Linked DNA regions of Anser cygnoides: region 2 is linked to region 1. A link is a contact called in public Hi-C data. All regions are on one chromosome and are shown on one strand. Each heading gives the region's core, a stretch centred on a gene start, on an enhancer-like site or on the middle of the called end of the contact. The rest is flanking DNA. Distances are from core to core; before and after follow the strand shown. Region 1 overlaps TMEM63B (transmembrane protein 63B). Region 2 has its middle 50 kb from the start of VEGFA.

Evidence for each region. Hi-C and Micro-C count contacts between places; a contact is called where the count stands out from the background.
Region 2: a contact with region 1 is called in a Hi-C map of liver, with 2.2 times the contacts expected there. The contact joins two enhancer-like sites. A contact is called at or near these places in 2 of 7 Hi-C or Micro-C datasets (both in liver).

Annotation. Positions count from the first base shown.
Region 1 is chr3:33,920,180-33,923,711 of Taihu_goose_T2T_genome, forward strand. The region is part of intron 1 of TMEM63B (transmembrane protein 63B); the gene reads right to left. Among named protein-coding and RNA genes, the nearest start is that of MRPL14, 8.2 kb to the right of the region's middle. Within about 2 kb of position 1,347, at least 2 of the 3 cell types and tissues checked have open chromatin away from gene starts, as enhancers often do. A contact at or near this core is called in liver, where this site is marked.
Region 2 is chr3:34,209,747-34,213,458 of Taihu_goose_T2T_genome, forward strand. No RefSeq gene overlaps it. Among named protein-coding and RNA genes, the nearest start is that of VEGFA, 50 kb to the right of the region's middle. Within about 2 kb of position 2,070, at least 1 of the 3 cell types and tissues checked has open chromatin away from gene starts, as enhancers often do. A contact at or near this core is called in liver, where this site is marked.

The sequences.
Region 1 (3,532 bases), core at 97-2,596:
TGTTCAGTATTTCTCCCAACACAAATCTAGCCTTGGCAGCCGTACGGGCTAATGCTTGTGAAGATATTTCTCCAAGGATCCTCATGCAAAAGAAATCACCCCTGCTCAGGAAAGCTCCTAAGTACACACTTATCTTGAAATGCTCTCACTGAAGTGATCACAACTTAAACACACAGCTAAATTAAAGTGTTTGCCTAAAAAGGGACAGACTCGAGCACTGTGCTCTGCTTCAAGCACCAGCTGTTTTCCAAGACCATTCACTGACCCCAGGCTACGTGTACTGGTTATCAGCCCAGCCCCAGTCGAGCATCTCATGGTAGAGGCAGCAAAGATCAAGTAGCTTAACCAGAATTTGTCTCTGATGATGAGAAATAGGTTCCTGTGGTACACTTTACAGCGACAACTGCCACATGCTGCCTTTGTGTTCATACCCTGAGAGGTCACAGAGCACTGTTTCAGTCACAGTGGGGCCAAACACCTAAAGCCTTGTCCCCTCTCCCTGGCCTACCCTCTCATTTCCCATTACCTTCCAGCACGGCTGCCTCCCATGGCGTTCAAACTGTCTGCAGCAGAAGAGGAAAGCGAGCTTTCTTTGTTTTTAAATAAACACGGCAGTTCGAGAAGCGCCAACTGTTCTGATGAAATTCAGTTTACCCCACTTAAATCAACAAACATTCAGACATCCTCGTAGCTGTCCCATTTTTGCATACCGGGACACGCTTGAACCTTGTTGCCAGACTCGCTACACATCATCAGCGTTAGCGTCAGGGCTTATCAGGCTCTTGGCAAACGCTGCCACACACAACAAACACGGCCTTTGCATTTCTGTTGCTGTTATAGAGCCTTTTTTTTTTTCCAAAATACCCCATAGGTATTCCACAAAAAAAAACAAACAACGGAAAAGGAAAAAAACCACCCCCCCAAAACCTCTTGCTGGGAAGGCGATCTCCAGACACGAAGCGCAGAGCTCCATTACTGTGTGATGGATGACAGTCCTCCCAGCACGCCCTTTCCAGATCACCGTGCAGAAAGACTCGTGCCACTCACCAGAGGTAAGGTAGGAACCATTTAAAGGACATTTTGTCAATGGAGAAGGCACAGCACCACCGCCTCGCCTCACAAACCAGTCAGCATGCTCCCAGGGGGCCTTTAGCCTGGCGCTTCCTAGGCGCCCTCATGGCTCCGAGGGGCCAGCCCGACACTCCAGCAGAGCACCAGGCAGGTTTACCTGCCTTAAACCAGGCCGTGGAAAAGTACAAGGAGGCAGGAGGGCAGCACCTCCTCCAGCCTCCCCCGTGAGGCCGGCCGGCCGCCGCCAAGCTGCCCGCTTGTTTGTGCTCGAGGCCTGTCAGGGTAATCGCGCCACAGCCCCGTAAGCAAGCAGCAAGGCTGGAATTTCCCCCCTGGCAGCCTGCCCTGCTCTGATGCCACCTGACTGGCATCCCGATCAAAGCCTCCGAGGAATCCCGAGTAGGGGAATCAGGGCCAGCCGCCGCACGTGGGGCGGAGGGCAGGGTGCAACGCTGGGGCCACGGTTGACCCTGCTGGGCTCCACGTTGCACTTACACCCGCGTGTCACCTCCTGCTTACAGCAGGTCATCAGACATCCGTGGTCCTGGCAATGCTGTGGGTTTTGAGTTTCATCTGAAAACGGCACACGTGTAGGGACACCCATGTGTGACTGGGCCCAAAGCTTTACCCCGCTACTGCAAATTGTGGCATCCTTGTCTCCGCATTAAACACCTGCAGCCCGAAGCAGCCACGTGCACATCACTCCTTCCTGCTGAATCCCGCTCACTTTCAGGTCTCCGCAGTGCCCCCATCCACACATCAGCAGGGCTGGGGACACCTTTCCAGGGCCAGGTGGAGCAGAGCTGGTGCTCAGGCAGCTTCCCAGCCGTGCCCACTGCGGCCTCATCACACCACAGCCGTGCTCACGGCGCCCAGGCCCAGGTCCTGCGACGCCTGCGCTCGACAGCAGGCAAAGCTCCCAATATAGCATCAGCCACCTATTTATAACACGCTGTTTACCAACACCAAGCGCTCTCTCGGTGGAAGTGAGATGAGTCAAGGGAGCATGAGCGCTCTGGATCCCCCTCCTGTCATGGGAGGATCAGGAGACAGTGGAAGGGTGACCTGTGGTTGATCACCTGCAGCTCCCTCACCAATGGGATCATACTCGAGGGCATGCTCAGTATATATATTTTTTATATCAGACCCCTAAGCTCTGGGTAGATCTTCCTGTTGATTAGATCCACCACACAAGAGCACGAACATCCCCTTTCAGCGTGCTCCAGGCTCTGGAAGCACCGAGTGCCATATGGTCTTCAACACCTGCTTTAATGTGGGGTCTCCAAAAGCCTCCCGACAGCCCGTGACCTTCTTCCAGAAGCTCGATGGAGGGCTGCTGGCTGCTACGGGGCTGTGACAGGGGGGCTCAGGCAGTGCCTGTCTCCTGCAGAGGGACCACGACGCTGCTGGCTGGTGGGCCTCTGGCAAGCACAGCCCCCAGCTGCCACCCTGCCACCCCCACGGAGAGAGGAATGGGATTTCAGGGGATGTAGGCAGCAAGGACATCTGACTGCCTTCGGCGGCAGGCAGAGACGAGCACAACAAAGTTTGTTACGGGTCTCAAAGCAGGGCTGGGTGGGAGAGGGGTTACAAAGCCCAGGCACACGTGACCACCTCTTGTTTTGGGATATTGTCCAGGAGCTAGGCTCCTGAGCAGCAGAAGGCAAGAAGCACTCTCTGCTGCCCAAGGCATACCCCCACCAGGCAGCTAGAAACAGACCCCGCAGTGATGCTGCTGAACTGAGCATCCATATGGTGGCGGATCAGAGCCTTGAAGCCCATCCAGGCAGAACAACCAGTGCCAGCTCCTGGCTCCTCCTAAAGCCACCACCGCATTTTCCATTCCTCCCTCCTGGCTGAGCCCAGCTGTCTCTCCATGCCAGGCTCATTTTTAGAACCTCGCATTTTCCTCTCCTTCTCAGAGAAAGCTATTGCTTTCCTGCCTTCAAACACTCAGCACACCTCCCATCCCACCAAGAGGGTAATGGACCTCCTGGCTCCTTTCCCCTTTGTCATTTCCTGGATCCATCCTCTATGCCATCGCACTTACCAGCTCCAAATGGACTGGAGAGGACGATTAAGAGGCTCGGATCGATTTCTGAGCTTCCACCCCTCCTAAGGGGCACAGGGAGGGCGGTCCCAGTGGCTTTACCAGAAAGCCTCAGCCACGGCTTGATGCGTGTCCAGTTATAGCCTGGAGCCCAAAGGCCTGGCTGGAGCACATCGTGTTAACAACAGGACCGCAGGACATCACCAGACGTAGGCCCTGGGCAGCGCTGGCCAGCCACTCGGGTGCTGGGCCTTCACCTTGGCAGGGTCCTGCTGGGGTGAACGCATGCAGACGCCCACTGGGAAGCAGGCCCATGCCCACCCGCTCCTCCTGGGTGAGTTACATCTGTCCTGTCCCTGCTCGAGGGTTCCACAGGATTAAAACTGAGGATGTTTTTGCATGGTTCCCCAG
Region 2 (3,712 bases), core at 820-3,319, 290 kb after region 1:
GAAAGTGCCTGACCTCTTGCCTATATGATTCACCTGGAAGAGAAGAAGAGAGATGGGTCTTTAAGGTGGAAAATTTCTGCAAAATTAAGAGTGAATGGCACAGAGATATCTATTGGCCCAGCTGCCAGGTCTACGTTTCACCCTGGCTCACCCTGGCACAGAGAAGAAAAACATGTCTCTCCTCTCTGTGGTACCGGGTGAAGGAAAGAGTCCAAAGCAGCAGGGACACTGATTTACAGCCCGGCTGTGTTCACTTTGGGGACATGATCAAAGCATCCTGCGATCCCCCACCGGAGCGATGGGAAGAAACGGCCGACTGGCTATCTGCTTGGCATGTCCAGCTCTCGCATGGGGCTAAGGCAAGCGCTTTGTTTTCATGGACCAGAGCTTCTCAGAGTGGCAGCTGAGGGGAAGTGGCTGAAAACTAATTCTCAATTAAATTGGGGAACCAGTAGGTGGGAAGTTCCACTCAGGCCAAAGGCCCATAACCTTGTCTAGAGGTGACCTTGTGTTGGAGAAATAAAAAGGTGCCAGATGTCCTGTGCCCACAGATCCTGCTGCGCCCTAGAAGAGGTCCTGACTCCTGAAAACTTGTGCTACTCTCCCAGCAAGGGCTGAAGCACCCATCGGGAGGCCCACTTACCAGAACATATGCAGGTCTCCCTCCAGATGTGTAAAACACAACAACACGGGATGCAGCCCACAATCCCTCTGCCTTGGGACACAGTGCCAGGAGATAGCCTCATGTGGTTACGTGATACACATGCACCCTCCAAGGCCACAAGTCACAAGCCAAGGCGGAGCTCAGAGCAATGACCATGCTCTCCTCCCTCCTCGGTCTCAGCACGGAGACTGAGAACATCTCCAGAGACACGGCAGCCTGGTGTCTTGGAGTAAAGGCATAAGGTTTGCTGCATGCTGTGCGCTTTCTGGGGCATGGGACAGAAAGGTTTCTTTGAGATCTGAGGGTAGGGCCCACATTTGTGTGCAACTGAACAGCCAACAGTATATGGTACGATGCACAAACTCCTCACAGACACCGGTGATGGCTGGCTCAGCAAGCCTGGCTCACCTCTTGACACTTACTTGCAAAAGGAAGGATTTTTCCCTTTAATAAGCAAAGAGGAAAACTGGCTAAAGTGACCCTTGTGAGGTCAATCCCTCTCCCTCACCACAACCCCAGCATCTACTCCATCATAACACAGTACTGCATGTGTTGCGTTATTTCATCTTTGGGAAGATCTTGAGGGGAAAGCAAAGAAGCGTCTTTGTGGAAATGTCACGTAGCTTGCCACCAAAGCAGCAGCTCAGCCGCTTGCTGCCTACCCTGGACTGGCACAGCCCTGGGAGCACGTGGGCTACGTAAGAATACCGGGTCCCCTCCCTGGGGAAGGCTGCCAAGAAAGCTTGATTAATGCTCAGCAAGGTGATTGACCTTCCATGGTGAGCCTGAGCAGGGAGTGGTTGGTGCGAAAAGAGGCTGTGATTTCAGGGTATAAAAGAACGGTACGGGAAATACGGGAATTAAGTATTTTGGGCAGGATGAACCGTTGCAGTCTCTCTTGGAAAGGAGCAGGGGTTGAGGAGGAATGAGCCTGGGGAAGGCAATGTCTGCAGGGGGGAGGATGATGGAAGAAAAGACGAAGTTAGAAGTCCCACGGGAGGGTGAGCCTGCCTGAGGCTGAAGGCTTGGGAATTTGCTGGGGCTCAGTCATGGGGGAGCATGCCTGGCCAGAGCTTCATGTGAGCACCCAGGAGGTTTCAGGGAGCTCTGGTGGGACAGCTCAGGGGGCAGAAGCTGCTCTGACAGCCACAGTAACATCCTAAAGGGGAGGCATCACCCTTCTGCACCCAAAAGGATCCCTCTGGGTCACCAAAATGATGTACCTGGACAGCAGGGACTCCAGGAATGACAGTCCCTGTAGTAGGTAGTATTTGTGCATACGTGAGATGACAGTGGCTCTTCTGGACAGGGATAGCTTACTTATGGGCCTGTCCTGCAACCCAGTCTGTGATTCCTCAGGCTCAAGATCTAGAAAATACAACAAACTGTGTCACCTCATCTCAGTCTCTTAGCTCTAATCCTTCACGTTTATACCATGCTGCCTACCAGGGCAACTAACTCTTAACCTGCACAGGGTCTTGCTCCGTGAAGGCTGCTCTCACCACGGGAGCCACAACCTGTGGCCTGAGCCACAACATGTGGCCTGAGCCACAATGTGAGTCCTGAGCCACAATGTGAGGCCTGAGCCACAACATGAGGCCTGAGCCACAACGTGAGGCCTGAGCCACAACATGAGGCCTGATCCACCTGCAGGACCTCCCTTCCCCGCCGTCACTGCCAGGCTGACGGAAGCGGTGGAAACGCTACGCCCATGCGTGGTCTTGACCCCTGGCACAGCGTTGTTGCTGTTTCCACTTTTATTCAGTACGGTTTCCTGGATAAATGGCTCGATTCTCCTCTCCTGACCCTCTGTAAATATTATTTCAAGGGTTCCTTTGAAATTATATAAACAATCACCCGTTTTCGACTTTCACACAGTATTTTTGTCGCCCTTTAATATGCAGATATATATTCATGGCCCTGACTAAGTTAACATTCTCCTCCAGTGGTTCCCACTTCTGTGCTGCTTTATTTACCTCTTAAGCAACAGGTTATTGCCTTTCACTTGCGGCCTTGAATTTCTCATATCCCAAATAATTTCATGGGATTTTAGTTGCAGCAATGACCAAGGGATTCTCATAGCATTGGAGGCCTGTGCCTGACTTTCATAGATATCAAGGATCTTGTCAAAAAATCCCAGCTCACCAAGGTTTTCTTCTTTGAAGAACTAAAGCTCTGAGTCTTAATATTTTATATTACTGTGGGATGTGAGTGACTGAGGAGAAACCTTCTTTTGGGTGCCTGAAAGTTTGTCTTTTTTACCAAAGTGTGTGATTTGGTCCAAGTAAAAGAGATGTTTTCTCCCTGTTACTTTTTATTTATTTATATCATTTTATCTACCATAGCTAGAACACAAATATGTAAGACTGTAAATGTGAAGTGCTGGGGTGAGGCAGCAGAAGCAGTCACCCCATCTCTATTTAAGAATTTAGTGCAACCATAAAAAAGACATTCCTGATAAAATGCTGGAAGTAAAATCTTCAATTGCTGCATCATCATCATAAAGACACTGAGAAATCACTGAGAAGCAAGAATAAAAGAGAGTCTCGGAGGCCTCCAAATTTTGCCGACGTACTACTACTGCTATCTTTTCTGTACATATTAGCTGCCAGCCTGTCTTGAGCAACCTCCCTGAAGCAAGCAACAGACAAGTGTAGCAGCCACAGGCTGTTTTTCCCCTGCTCTTGTCTTCTGCCTGAGGAACTTTGCTCCCTCAGCAAATCCTGACAAAGTATATGGCACTTGAATGAACAGCTTTAACTGTAAACACGGAGCAGGACCAAAGGTGAGATAAACAGGAGGCTGTGAAAAGCAAGCAGCATAACCCAGCAGCTCTCAATGATCCGGGAACAAGGGGCAGAGCTGACGTCCAAGAATTGGACTGAGGCTGATGTTTGCTTGCCCCTGAGATCACAGGACGCTGTTTTGAGGACCCTTTCAATGGGGATCCTGTAGGAAATTTGCTGGCTGTTAACAGCAAGGTGGAAGGGAAGAGCAAATTGAACACCATGACTTAGACCACTGCTTGACCTTTTGCAAGCGAAGAGG